Linked DNA regions of Sus scrofa: regions 1, 2 and 4 are each linked to region 3. The links are chromatin contacts, called in public HiChIP or PLAC-seq and promoter capture Hi-C maps. All regions are on one chromosome and are shown on one strand. Each heading gives the region's core, a stretch centred on a gene start, on an enhancer-like site or on the middle of the called end of the contact. The rest is flanking DNA. Distances are from core to core; before and after follow the strand shown. Region 1 holds the start of ABHD14A (abhydrolase domain containing 14A). Region 2 holds the start of NT5DC2 (5'-nucleotidase domain-containing protein 2). Region 3 holds the start of WDR82 (WD repeat-containing protein 82). Region 4 holds the start of PBRM1 (protein polybromo-1).

What was found. Promoter capture Hi-C pulls out the DNA fragments that hold promoters and counts their contacts. HiChIP or PLAC-seq counts read pairs in DNA pulled down with a chosen protein or histone mark.
Region 1: a contact with region 3 is called in an H3K27ac HiChIP or PLAC-seq map of alveolar macrophages. The contact joins the promoter of ABHD14A here to the promoter of WDR82 in region 3. A contact is called at or near these places in 1 of 5 promoter capture datasets (liver) and 1 of 2 datasets of contacts at active chromatin or transcription factors (alveolar macrophages).
Region 2: a promoter capture Hi-C map of liver shows a contact between it and region 3, with 3 times the contacts expected there. The contact joins the promoter of NT5DC2 here to the promoter of WDR82 in region 3. A contact is called at or near these places in 1 of 5 promoter capture datasets (liver) and 1 of 2 datasets of contacts at active chromatin or transcription factors (alveolar macrophages).
Region 4: a contact with region 3 is called in a promoter capture Hi-C map of fetal liver, with 2.4 times the contacts expected there. The contact joins the promoter of PBRM1 here to the promoter of WDR82 in region 3. A contact is called at or near these places in 1 of 5 promoter capture datasets (fetal liver) and 1 of 2 datasets of contacts at active chromatin or transcription factors (alveolar macrophages).

Annotation. Positions count from the first base shown.
Region 1 is chr13:34,104,398-34,107,097 of Sscrofa11.1, forward strand. ABHD14A (abhydrolase domain containing 14A) reads left to right here and starts at 1,282. Exons shown (of 6, transcript NM_001244243.2): 1 at 1,282-1,417; 2 at 2,211-2,464. It overlaps ABHD14B (protein ABHD14B), which reads right to left and starts at 376. Exons shown (of 4, transcript XM_005669623.3): 1 at 244-376.
Region 2 is chr13:34,678,269-34,680,968 of Sscrofa11.1, forward strand. NT5DC2 (5'-nucleotidase domain-containing protein 2) reads right to left here and starts at 1,262. Exons shown (of 14, transcript XM_021068900.1): 1 at 930-1,262. The coding sequence starts at 1,161. It overlaps SMIM4 (a long non-coding RNA gene), which reads left to right and starts at 1,355. Exons shown (of 3, transcript XR_002337556.1): 1 at 1,355-1,565; 2 at 2,055-2,700.
Region 3 is chr13:34,410,689-34,413,496 of Sscrofa11.1, forward strand. It overlaps WDR82 (WD repeat-containing protein 82), which reads right to left and starts at 1,502. Exons shown (of 9, transcript XM_003132249.5): 1 at 1,019-1,502. The coding sequence starts at 1,179.
Region 4 is chr13:34,819,836-34,822,608 of Sscrofa11.1, forward strand. It overlaps PBRM1 (protein polybromo-1), which reads right to left and starts at 1,282. Exons shown (of 29, transcript XM_021068909.1): 1 at 500-1,282. The coding sequence starts at 1,117. It overlaps GNL3 (guanine nucleotide-binding protein-like 3), which reads left to right and starts at 408. Exons shown (of 15, transcript XM_001928454.5): 1 at 408-877; 2 at 2,061-2,119; 3 at 2,531-2,668. The coding sequence starts at 865.

The DNA.
Region 1 (2,700 bases), core at 32-2,531, 310 kb before region 3:
ACGCGGGGTGCTCAGAGCGCGGCCTGCTGGGTCCAACGCACTGACGCCGCGGCCAGGGGCGCGGTCACCGGCGCCACCAAGGTTTGCTCTGTCCCCTCCGAGGACCTCGATTCTGGCTCGCAGGATCTGGTAGGGCGCAGGCAATAAGGGGTGGGGGCAGACATGGAGAGGGGAGGAACTTCGGGTAGGTGGGGATGGGCTCTAAGGAGGGAGGAGGAGAGGGTCGGGGTGTAGGTCAGGTACCTGGGGAAATGCGTGGGCTCGCGCAGATAGGAGGCCGGCGAGTGCAGGCGGCGACTGAGGCCCAGGGCGGGGGAGCGGCAAAGGGGCTGGAGTAAGGCGGCGGGGATGTGGCTCGCCCGAGGGCGGAGGCCGGGCGGTGCTCCCGGGCGCCCGCTGGTGGTTGCGAGACGTCGCAGGGCTGGTGGGTGCTGCTAGACTCATCTGTCTTCTCAAGGGGCTCTCAGTTTCCCCAAGCCCCTGGGCCCCATGTACCCCAAGCAGCGACCTGCCCCACATTCATACGATGTGACTTGGGAAGGAGGATTACTCTGAGGTCTCATGCCTGCTGCTCCCACACCCCTTCTTCCCCGACCCCTCATCCCCAGCCTTGGCCGCCCAGGCCGAGTTATCTGTCTGGCACACAGTTGAGGCCCAGCAGGTTTGAATGCAAACCTTTGCCAATGTCCAGCCCTGATTGTTTGCCCAACGCCTTCAAGCCTGTTTCCTTGCCTGTAGAATGGCTGTAATGTTTCCTACCTCACAGAGTGCTAATAAGAAGTGAATCCTGCTTGTTGCAGCTTCCCTGTTCCCGCACAGGCAAGGGACAGGTCAAATGTTGGTCACACGTCACCAACCAAGAGAGGTGACATATAGATTCGTGAAGGAGCCAAGAGGCCACCGACCAAGGGTGAGTATTTGTAGGGGTCAGGGAAGTGAGGTTGGGCCGAGACCTGGGGCTGCTGCATTACAATACTAATATCTTGCAGTTAAACAGTGAGGCCTTCGCCCCAGACACACTGTTCTAAGGCTTGACCTGCCGTTAAAGTCCTTAAGACAACCCAAACCAAAAACTGAGCAAGGGTAGAGATACGCTGGTGGGAAGAAGTCGGGGGCGGGGGGTTCTCCCCAGGCTCTCTCTCAGGCCTGAAACAATACGGGAAATCTGGGCGGGGGAGGGAGAGCGGGCCTGCGTGCTTTGGAACGCCGCTCCCGGCGTCCTCTCCAGCGCAGTTAGCAGGCGCGGGACCTGAGACTGCGGACTGCGCAAGCGCGCCGAGGCTCTCCGCCTCCTAGAGCCCGAAGCAGCCCGCAGAGCGGCGGAGGCAGCGCGTTGGTCGCGGCTCTCTTTGGCTGCTGGTTGCTCCTGGGCGGAGCCCGCCCCGCGGTGGCTGGCCGGGTCAACCCGGTCGGCCCGGTGAGTGTCCTCCCGCCGAAGGAGGGGTTGTGCGTGAGGTCAGCAGGTTGTCCGAGAGCCGGCCATCCTTGCTCCGCCCCAGGGCGCCGGGGCAGAGTCCTGCGGGAGGGGCCGTGCTGAGGCGAAGAGTATGCTTGTTTGTCATCATCGGTACTTGAGGGTCTGAGTGTACCTGTGTGTCGGTGTGGTGTGTGTCATTGTTCCTGTGTGCCTGTGTTGGTTGAGAGGCGGAAGGGAGTGTCGGTCTGTTTGCCTGCTTCTGTCTGTGTATGTCTACTGTGTGTATTTATGTGTGTGTGTGATTTTAAGGGTGTATATATTTCTGTGTATTTCTGAGGGCTGTGTTTAGGTGTCCGTCTGCTTGTGCATGTGTGCTTCGTGTGTGCGTGTGTGTGTAGTTTTAGGGTTGTGTGTGTGGCTGTGTGCTTGAAATATGAGAGTCTGCATGTGATTTTGAAAACATCAGTGTGTCTGTCAGCGTTTCTGATATCTGCCTGTGTGCATGGTTTTAAAGGTGTGTATTTCAAGGTATCAGTTGTGCACAGGCCCATGCGTATGCAAGGAGGCTGTGTGTGTGTGCAGAGAATAGCTTGTACACAGGAAAAGACTTTGGGGGCGAGACTCTGTGTGCACCTGTGTACACCTGTGTGTCGTTGACCTGTATGCCAAGGACCTAGCTCGAGTACAGCTCCTCTCTCCTCTCCCTCATTTCTGTAATGTACAGTTGTTTGAAGCACAGCTGCCTGGTTTGCCATAACAATGGCCAAAGTCCTACCCATTTGTTCTTACCCAGCAAGGTGCCCTGTGTCCCAGGCCCATCAAAGGAGAGGTGCAACAAGAATACTTTGCCTGATAGGAACCTAGGGTGCTGCGTTGGAGGTGTGCAACGGAGGCTGGTTGTGGGTCAGAAGGAAAAGAGGACCCAGCTCTTCCTCCATTCAGCTCTGGTTCTCCATCAGCCCCAGAGGGGCTGCCACTGCCCAGTCACCACCTGACCCTGGAAGGGGGATCGGCGTGGGAGACATCCCCAAAGCTTCTGGAAACAAGGCAAGCCTATTCATTCTAGATTCAAGAAATGATGACAGGACAGCTCCTGGTGAAGTCCACTCTATTTTTGAAATCTTACAGGAAGTTTGTGAGGGTACCCTTGAAGTTATCTCTCCCATTTTATAGACAAGGCAGGCATACAGCCAGGGATTGGCAGAGCAGAGAGTTCCCATTGTGGCCCAGCCGGTTAAGAACCCAACTAGTATCCATGAGGATGGGGGTTCGATCCCTGGCCT
Region 2 (2,700 bases), core at 12-2,511, 270 kb after region 3:
AGCCACGTCACCCCTGAGGGGCTCCTCTGGAAGTTCCCCTCTTCCTTCTTGGTCTGACTCTTTCCAAGTCATCACCACAGCTCTGTAACATGGGCCCTAGGACACTGAGGGTATGACGCTGAGGGTATGAGAGAAACGAGGCTTGCAGAGCGCCACCCAGCTGGTCAGTGATAGGACCAAGACCCGAGGACATCTGTCTGCTGCAGACAGGGCCCCCGAGTCCAGGGCAAATATTCAGCCCTTTCAGCCCTCTGGCCTCACCAGGGTGCCCTGGGGCCTCATCTGCCTGGTTCGCTGAGGGAGAGAGGACAGAGGAGTAAGCGCCCTGGTCAAGGAAGCAGCAACCTCTCTGTATTCCAGGGGACTGGGGCGACTTGATGTCTTTCTCCAAACAACACCTTCCCTTCCTGGGCTAAGACCGCTGGATTCCAGAGGGTCCGAAGAGCCTAGTCGCCACCCTTAGGTCTGGAGTTGCCAGGAGCCCGCTCTGGCCAGCGCCGCCGGTCGGCTGGCTGGCTTTGTCTGCGGTACTCCCGCCCCAACTAAGGGCCCCGAAGAGAACAAGAGGTTGGGGGCGTTTCCGCAGCCGTCTCCCAGCAGGCGGGACCCTGAGGAAAAACCACGGGGCCTCGCCTTCCGGCGGCTGCTAGGAGAACCCCGAGCTCCTGCCGACCCGGCGTCGTGAGGAACCTCGCGCCCGCCCGCTTCAAGTCGTCGGGGCGTCCCCGGAGGCCCCCAGGACCACCCGCCGCGGTTCCTCCAGAAGAGCTGCCTGGCCTTGAAGCTCCGTGGCCCTGGCGAGCCCTACCAGGGCGCTTCACCCGAGGAGCGGCGCCCAGGCGCTCGATCTGTTTGTCCGTCCTCCCGGCGCGCGATGTGCCGTCCCTCGGGCTACACCCCCGAAGCTCGTCCCGCTTCGGCTCACTCACCGTGCACCAGTCTTCGCATGTCCTGGTATCGAGCCCACAGGTGCGCACTAGGTTCGGCAGCGCCCGCGGGCGCCGGGGAGGGCGTGGAGCGCGGGACGCCCGGGCAGTGGACGCCGGGACCCGGGGGGCCGCAGCCAGGGCAGGAGGGCGAGGACGAGGCGGCTCGCGGCCCGCCGTGGTCTCGGCGCGGCAGGTAGCGCCGAGCAGCCGCCCGCAAGCCCGCACCCGCCATGCCCGCTGCGCGCCGCCCGCACAGCCCTCGGCGCTCCGTCCAGTCCACCGCCGTCTGACTGCGCGCCCGCCACGGTGGCCGCGTGCTTCTCACAGCAGCGGGCCAATGGGCGCGGCGCCCAGAGCCCGGCGGCCAATGGGTGCGCCCCTCGGCCCAGGGGGCGGGAGGTCCTGGGCAGGGCGGGGCGGGCTCCCCCGCCCCCTCCCCCAGTCCCCGGCGCGGCGGAGGAGGACTCAGAGGCCCCCCCGCCCCCCGCTTCGGTATCTACTACAGCGATGGCAGCTTCTTCTGCTCTCCCGGGAGGCCCCGCGAGTCTCCGGACGACCTGGGCTCAGAGAGGAGAATGCCGGAGAGCGGCGAGTCCACCCTGGTCCCTGGTCTTCTTTTTCCTCCTCGGCTCCCAGGTCCCTCTGCCCCTTCCCCCACCTCCTGTCCTCCTGACCTTAGATTTCCCCCCCTCCCCCCAGTCCTGCAGTAGAGGTCCTGTTCCCAGCCTCCTGCCAATGACTGACTCTGCCCGCGGACCAGAGGCCGGTCCGTTTCACTCATTTATCTAGTGGATAAAGAGCCCCTCTCGCGCGCTTCCCAGTACCAGCCCCACGCTGGGTGAGACCTTGGGACCCATAGTGCAGCCAACATCCGCTAAAGCAGCTCCATCTCTCTCCCTCCTGTGCGTTACACAGATGACCCCTTTTAACTAGGAGCAGAGACCGTTGGCCAGGGGTCACTGCCCTGCCTGGTTCCTACATCAGCAAGTCGCCCCACCAACCTGCTCCACTCTTTGGTTCCCCGAGCAGGACACTTCTTGCTCTTCTAGCAATATTACCAGACTTCCCAATCAAATTCCTCTTTGCTGCTGGGAACCACTCTCCACCTGCGTTTCTTCCACTCAGATCAATTTTCTCAGTCCGCATATCCCAGCCTATGCCCTGGTTCCTGAGAAGACCGACCCTGCGCCAGTGGGCCTAGTCCGTGGAGAGCTGGCCTGATGGACACTCTTGTTTCCCTGGGGGTGCTTGCGGTGGCCTCGCGGAATCTAAGGGTGTGTGTGCATTCGAAAATTCACTGCACCTAGGCTGAAGACCTAGTGTGCCAGACCCTGGGCCAAGTGCAAGTGCAGGATGAAGGCTGTGGGTGGGGCCTGTGGGTGGGTGGCAGAGCCCCCCACACCTAAGGCCCTGGTGAGGAATTGGCCATATGTAAGCCTTCTCTAGGTGGGAGATGAGTGCTCTGCGATGTCTAGCCCCCAGAGCCACCAAGAGAAACGAGTGATAAGAGAAGGAGTGTGTGCATGTGGTTGGGTGAGGTTGGCCCCAGAAGAAGGCATGTTATCTAGGCAGGAGCTTGGGCCTGAGGGCTGAGCAGAAGACCCTAGACTTTCCAGGGGCCCTGCTTGTGCAGTCTCTTTAGCCTGTTTTTGTATATTTTGTGGCCACATCACCAAACTCTCTTATTGGTTCTAAGTTTTCATTTGACTTTCTTGGATTGTCTAATAATTGTCTCCCTTCTCAAAGATACGCCCCAGTTTTTTTAGCTTTA
Region 3 (2,808 bases), core at 252-2,751:
TTTAGCCTACCTAAACCAGCTTCTACTCCAAAGGAACTCACAATTTAGCAAGGACTACATGCGTGAGGCAAAGCGGACAGGTGCACAGGGAAAAAAGCAAAATGCGGTGCTTTCAAGATTTTGCAGAGATACAGGTGTGATGAGTCTCCAGAGGACTTGGGACAACCTACAAATGTCATGGTCTAACTAGGAATTTTGCTAAGTCCAAGTAGACCATAAAGTGTAACTTTAAAAGAAAGTGTTAAGAGGAAACATGAAATTGTTAGACGATGCTTTCTTTGTTCTACTGGGAGGTTCACATTCAGGTCAGGACTGGACCGCCAAGTTTGTACGTGTCTGGCAAAAAGGAAAAGTTTCAGATGTTGTTAAAAAGTTAACTATAAACGTAGGCTTCGGCACTGAGGGAGTAAGAGAACTATTTGGAACAGAAAGGAAAAGAAAGAGGGCCCAAAGAGGCACAACAAATAAATCCTGACAGCTAACAACTGCAACCCACGCGGCCTTCAGGCAGAAAGGCGGCGGGAAGCTGAGGGGCAGGGGATGGGCGGAGTGCCAGGCCTGAATCGAGGTCACCATGGAAAGGGCAGAGAGAGGGAGCTGCCGCTGCTGAATGAGGCAGCAGAGCAACCTCTGCAGTTCCGCGCGGGGGCCACAGCAAACCGGCACCTTCGAGGGAGTCGGAGGGGCGGAAAAGCTACCAGCTGAGGCCGCGGTGGGCGGACCGGGCGTTTAAAGGTCAAGGTCAAGGTGGGGTTCGGCCAGCGCTGCAAAAGCGCTCGCTGAGAAGGTCGGGGGCGGGGAAAATAAATACGATTATTATTATTATTATTGCTATCCTTATTTTCTAAAGAAAGAAAAAGGTCTCCTGGACAGTTTCGGAGTGGACGCGGTCCTGGCAGGAGCGTGTGCAAAACAGGCAGGGGGCCGGGCGGAGGGCGGGCCTCCGGACTAGCACTGGGCCTAGACGGGGATGGCGGGAGGGACTCAGACCCGAGCCCAAGGCCACCGCCGCACTCACTTGCCCTCCTGGCAGTCATAGAGCACGATGGAGTCGTCGTCGCTGCTCGAGATGACTGTCTCGCCGTTAGGGCTGAAGTCGAAGCAGTTAATCTTGTCCGAGTTCTCGCGGAACACCTTGGCGACGCGGAAGCTCCGCAACACGCTGTCGGTCAGCTTCATGGCGGCGGCTGCTAGAGGCGGCGGCGCAAGGCCGGGGCGGGGCCCGGCGGGCGGGCGGGCTGCCGAGGGGCCGACCGGGGCAGGACCGGCGCTGCGCTGGCGGCCAGAGGGAGTGCGGGCGACAGTCGGGCCACCTACTCCTCTTCCTCCGCCTTCTCGGGCAACACTCTTCTGTCTGAACTGTGGAGCCTTGCCGACCGTTCCCCCTCACAATCACCTCAGGACCAACAAGCGCGGCACCGGCTCATTGTGTCCGCCATCTTGGGGCGACAGGCAGAAGCCGAGGGCGAGGAGCCTCACCGCGGCGCAAGACGGGAAAGGGGGCGGGGCGAGAACGGCGGCGCGAGGCGAGGCGGTGACGTCAGCGCGGCCGGCAGAGAGAGTGGTGTGGCTGGGTGGCTGGGTGGCGGGGTGGCCGGAGGCGACGGTTCCCGGAACTGCTGCTGGGCGGGATGGGTGGGGACTCCCAAGTCCTTCCCACCGGAGCCCCAAGGTCTCTGGTGCCCGTGAGGCAAGAGCCTTTGTGCTGAATCGCAACCCGCCGCCGACACTGGGGCGCCCCCTGTAGGCCTCCCCCACCAAAGGGCGAGTGAGAGCAAATACTGCCCCTTGGGCTATCCCCCAGGAGGCTTGTTCTTGTTTTCGTGGGTTTTTGGTTTTTTGTTTTTTTTTGTCTTTTTAGGGCCACACCCGGGGCGTATGGAAGGTCCCAGGCTAGGGGTTGAATCAGAGCTACAGCTCCCGGCCTGCACCACAGCTACAGCAACACCAGATGCGAGCCACTCTGTGACCTACACTATAGCTCAGGGCATTGTGGGATCCTTACTCCACTGAGAGAGGCCAGGGATTGAACCAGCAACCTCATGGTTCGTAGTCGGATTAGTCAACCACTGAGCCACGAGGGGAACTCCCGTTCTTTTTAAATTGAGGTGTACTACACGGTAGACTGCATAATTTTTTTTTTTTTTTTTTGTCTTTTGTCTTTTGTCCTTTTAGGGCCACACCCATGCCAATGGAGGTTCCCAGGCTACGGGTCTAATCAGAGCTGTAGCCTCCGGCCTACGCCACAGCCACAGCAATGCCAGATCCAAGCTGAGTCTGTGACCTACACCAGAGCTCGCGGCAATATCGGATCCTTAACCCAATGAGCAAGGCCAGGGATCGAACCCGCATGGTTCCTAGTCGGATTCGTTTCCGCTGCACCACGACGGGAACTCCTAGACTGCATAAATTTTGTGGATGAATTTTTTTCATTTGGCTGAATTTTTTTTTCATTTGGCTATACATTAATGTGATCATCACCCAGGACTTTTCTTCAAACCTTCTTTAAAAACCTTTAAATCGTTATAAGTGGGTTAAATGAACTAATTTTAAGTGTTCAGCTACACACATTTTTATAAACAGTCATCTTTAAGTTTTAAAAACTTGTAGCATCAATTACAAATAACTTTTTAAAAATGGAAAAGTATCTTCTCATTCAACAAGACAGTTTTAAATTCTCTCAATATCCTCCTCATTCATATATCAACATAAGCTATAGATGCAACAATTCGTTCTCCCTCCAGCTCTAGTATTGCATCTTATACATTTTTCCATATTAACTTAAACCAGATTGTTGTTGGTATTCTC
Region 4 (2,773 bases), core at 32-2,531, 410 kb after region 3:
ATAAATACAAGTCCCACTGATAAAAAACAGTCTGAACACAGTTAGCCAGAAAGTGTTTTTAAAAAATTACTAGGAGGCTTTGCGCCCGAACCGCCAGGAAAAGACAAGAAAAAAAAGAGGCCTTGAACTGTGGAGAAAATGAAAGACTTTCCGACCTGTCACTGGTACGACCTGTCACTGCTACGGGGGACTAAGAGATACGTTGACAGCTTTGAAGCTGTCCGCGACAAGCGCTCGATCAGCCGCCGGGGGCGGGAAAGCGGGTCTCCGAGAGTTTCCGGGCCGCGGCGCGCCTTTGTCCCGGCCGGCAGGTGCGGCAAAGCTGCTGGGCCCGTCACGAAGCCTGCCGCCGTGCCCCGCCCCGCGCACCCGGCCGGACCGGCGCGTCCCCACGGCCGGGGCGGGGCCTCCGCCGCTGCTCCCGCCCGCCCGGGCCCACACAAAGGCCCGGCAGTCGGCCGAGAGGAAGCGGCCCCGCCCGCCCCGCGCCTGGCCTTACCCAGCCGCTCCGCCGCCTGCAGCCCCGGCCGCGGTCACCGACCGCCGCGCCCCGCCCCGTGGCCGCCACGGCTGCTGCTATTGCTCCTCCGGCCGCGGCCGCTGCCGTCGCTCCAGCACCCGCCGCCCTCACCGCCCTCACCCCTCCCGGTTCCGCCGCAAAACCAGCCCCGCGGCCGCCAAGCGATCCTGGCTCTGCGCGACACTGCGTGCGCGCGCACGCGCGCCGGCGGCGGTGCGCTTTACGGCAGCTGCGTGAGTGCGTGACGCTCACTAGTGGCCTTAATTCGCACGTGGCCCTTTCGGAGGCACATTGTGTCTGCGAGCGCTGGTGTAACTGCTGGCATTGCCTTTCCAGCTTCCAGTATGAAGCGGCCGAGTGAGTCGGGTCGTGGGGCGGGTGTAGAGGGACTTGATGGTCGATGAGCCTGTGCCGCTTGATCTGTGGAAATAAGGGTCTAGCGGGTAGGTTGTCTCCCTGGTCCATCCGAGGGTTGGAAGGCCCCACGTTGACCGCGGGCCCGTGGTACAGAAGGAAGGCTGAGTCCCAAGGATGAAGATCAGGGTAGGGTTTCTTGAGGCGTATTTCAGTGTCTGAGCCGGGTTTTGGGCCCAGCATTTTCCCTTCTACGGCCACGTTCGGTCCGGCCCTGGTAAGGTCTGAGAGTCGCCTCTCAAACCCAATGTTAGGTTTTCCTTTGTGATTTTGTTGTTTGACAAGAAGTAGCTGTCGTCTTGAGTCTTATACGCTCCTGTGTGTGATCCCAGTCTTATCTTGGAAAAGTGAGACCATGAAAGTTGGGCTCTATACCAGATCTATTAATTAGGTCACATTCTCTGGGACTTGGGTGGCCCATGTTTGTTTTTATCGGGGGCCCCACAGTTTTTTTTTTTTGTTTTGTTTTGTTTTTTTGTCTTTTAGTGCCGCACATGCGGCATACGGAAGTTCCCAGGATGGGGATGGAATCCGAGCTGCAGCTGCTGACCTACACCACATCTCATAGCAACACCAGATCTTGAACCCACTGAAGGAGGCCAGGGATCCAACCCATTTCCTCATAGGTACTAGTCGGGTTCCTTACTGCTGAGCCAGGACAGGAATTCCTCACAGGATACTTAAAATAGGTTTCAGAGGTAGTTAATTACTTAACAAAATAAATGGATAAATGGATATGACCCTAGAGCAAAGTCATCAAAAACTAAACAAATCGATCGTTTATGGATGAAATAGATTATAAAAAGTGATTTTAAAAAGTAATATCGGCGTTCCCGTCGTGGCGCAGTGGTTAACGAATCCGACTAGGAACCATGGGGTTGCGGGTTTGGTCCCTGCCCTTGCTCAGTGGGTTGACGATCCGGCGTTGCTGTGAGCTGTGGTGTAGGCTGCAGACGCGGCTCGGATCCCGCGTTGCTGTGGCTCTGGCGTAGGCCAGTGACTAGAGCTCCGATTCGACCCCTAGCCTGGGAACCTCCATATGCCGCGGGAGCGGCCCAGGAAATAGCAAAAAGACCCCCCCAAAAAAAAAAAAAAAGTAATACCTTTGTGATCTATTGCTTTGTAGAGTTAAAGAAATCAAGTAAACGCATGACCTGCCATAAGCGGTATAAAATCCAAAAAAAGGTAAGTCTTGTTGTTGGGAGAGTTATAGCAACTGTAAAGCTAAACTTATTTCTGCCCCACTCCTCCACAAAGAGGTCTCTATTAATATGACTTCACCTCAGGAAACAGAGATTGAATAGACTAGCTATGAGAGCAAGCTTTTAGGCATCAGAAGTACAGCTGTGGGAAAGTGCAGTGATAAAGTGATGAGAAAGTCTATAAAATTGATTAACATGGTAAGAATTGCTGCAAAAAGAATCTCCTGCTGACATTTTCTTGTTGATGTATATATAAACGTGGTGGGTCCTTTGTATTGCAGTTAAAGTGTTTTTAGGTCATCTTACCAATACAACTAAAATGCAACATGATTGATTTTTCATGTGAGTTCTCTTTAGTATTTTTGTATGCTGATAAATTTTTTTCTCTTGATAGGTACGAGAGCACCATCGAAAATTGAGGAAAGAGGCTAAAAAACGAGGTCGAAAGAAGCCTAGGAAAGACCCAGGAATTCCAAATAGTGCTCCTTTTAAGGAGGCTCTTCTTCGGGAAGCTGAGCTAAGGAAACAGCGGGTAAGATGCATTAGCTGAAATTTTCAACAAGTGATGTGTGTATTTTTTCAAAATAAAGTCAGAACACCAGGTCACTTTGGCTCACTCATTTCTCTTGTGGCTTGG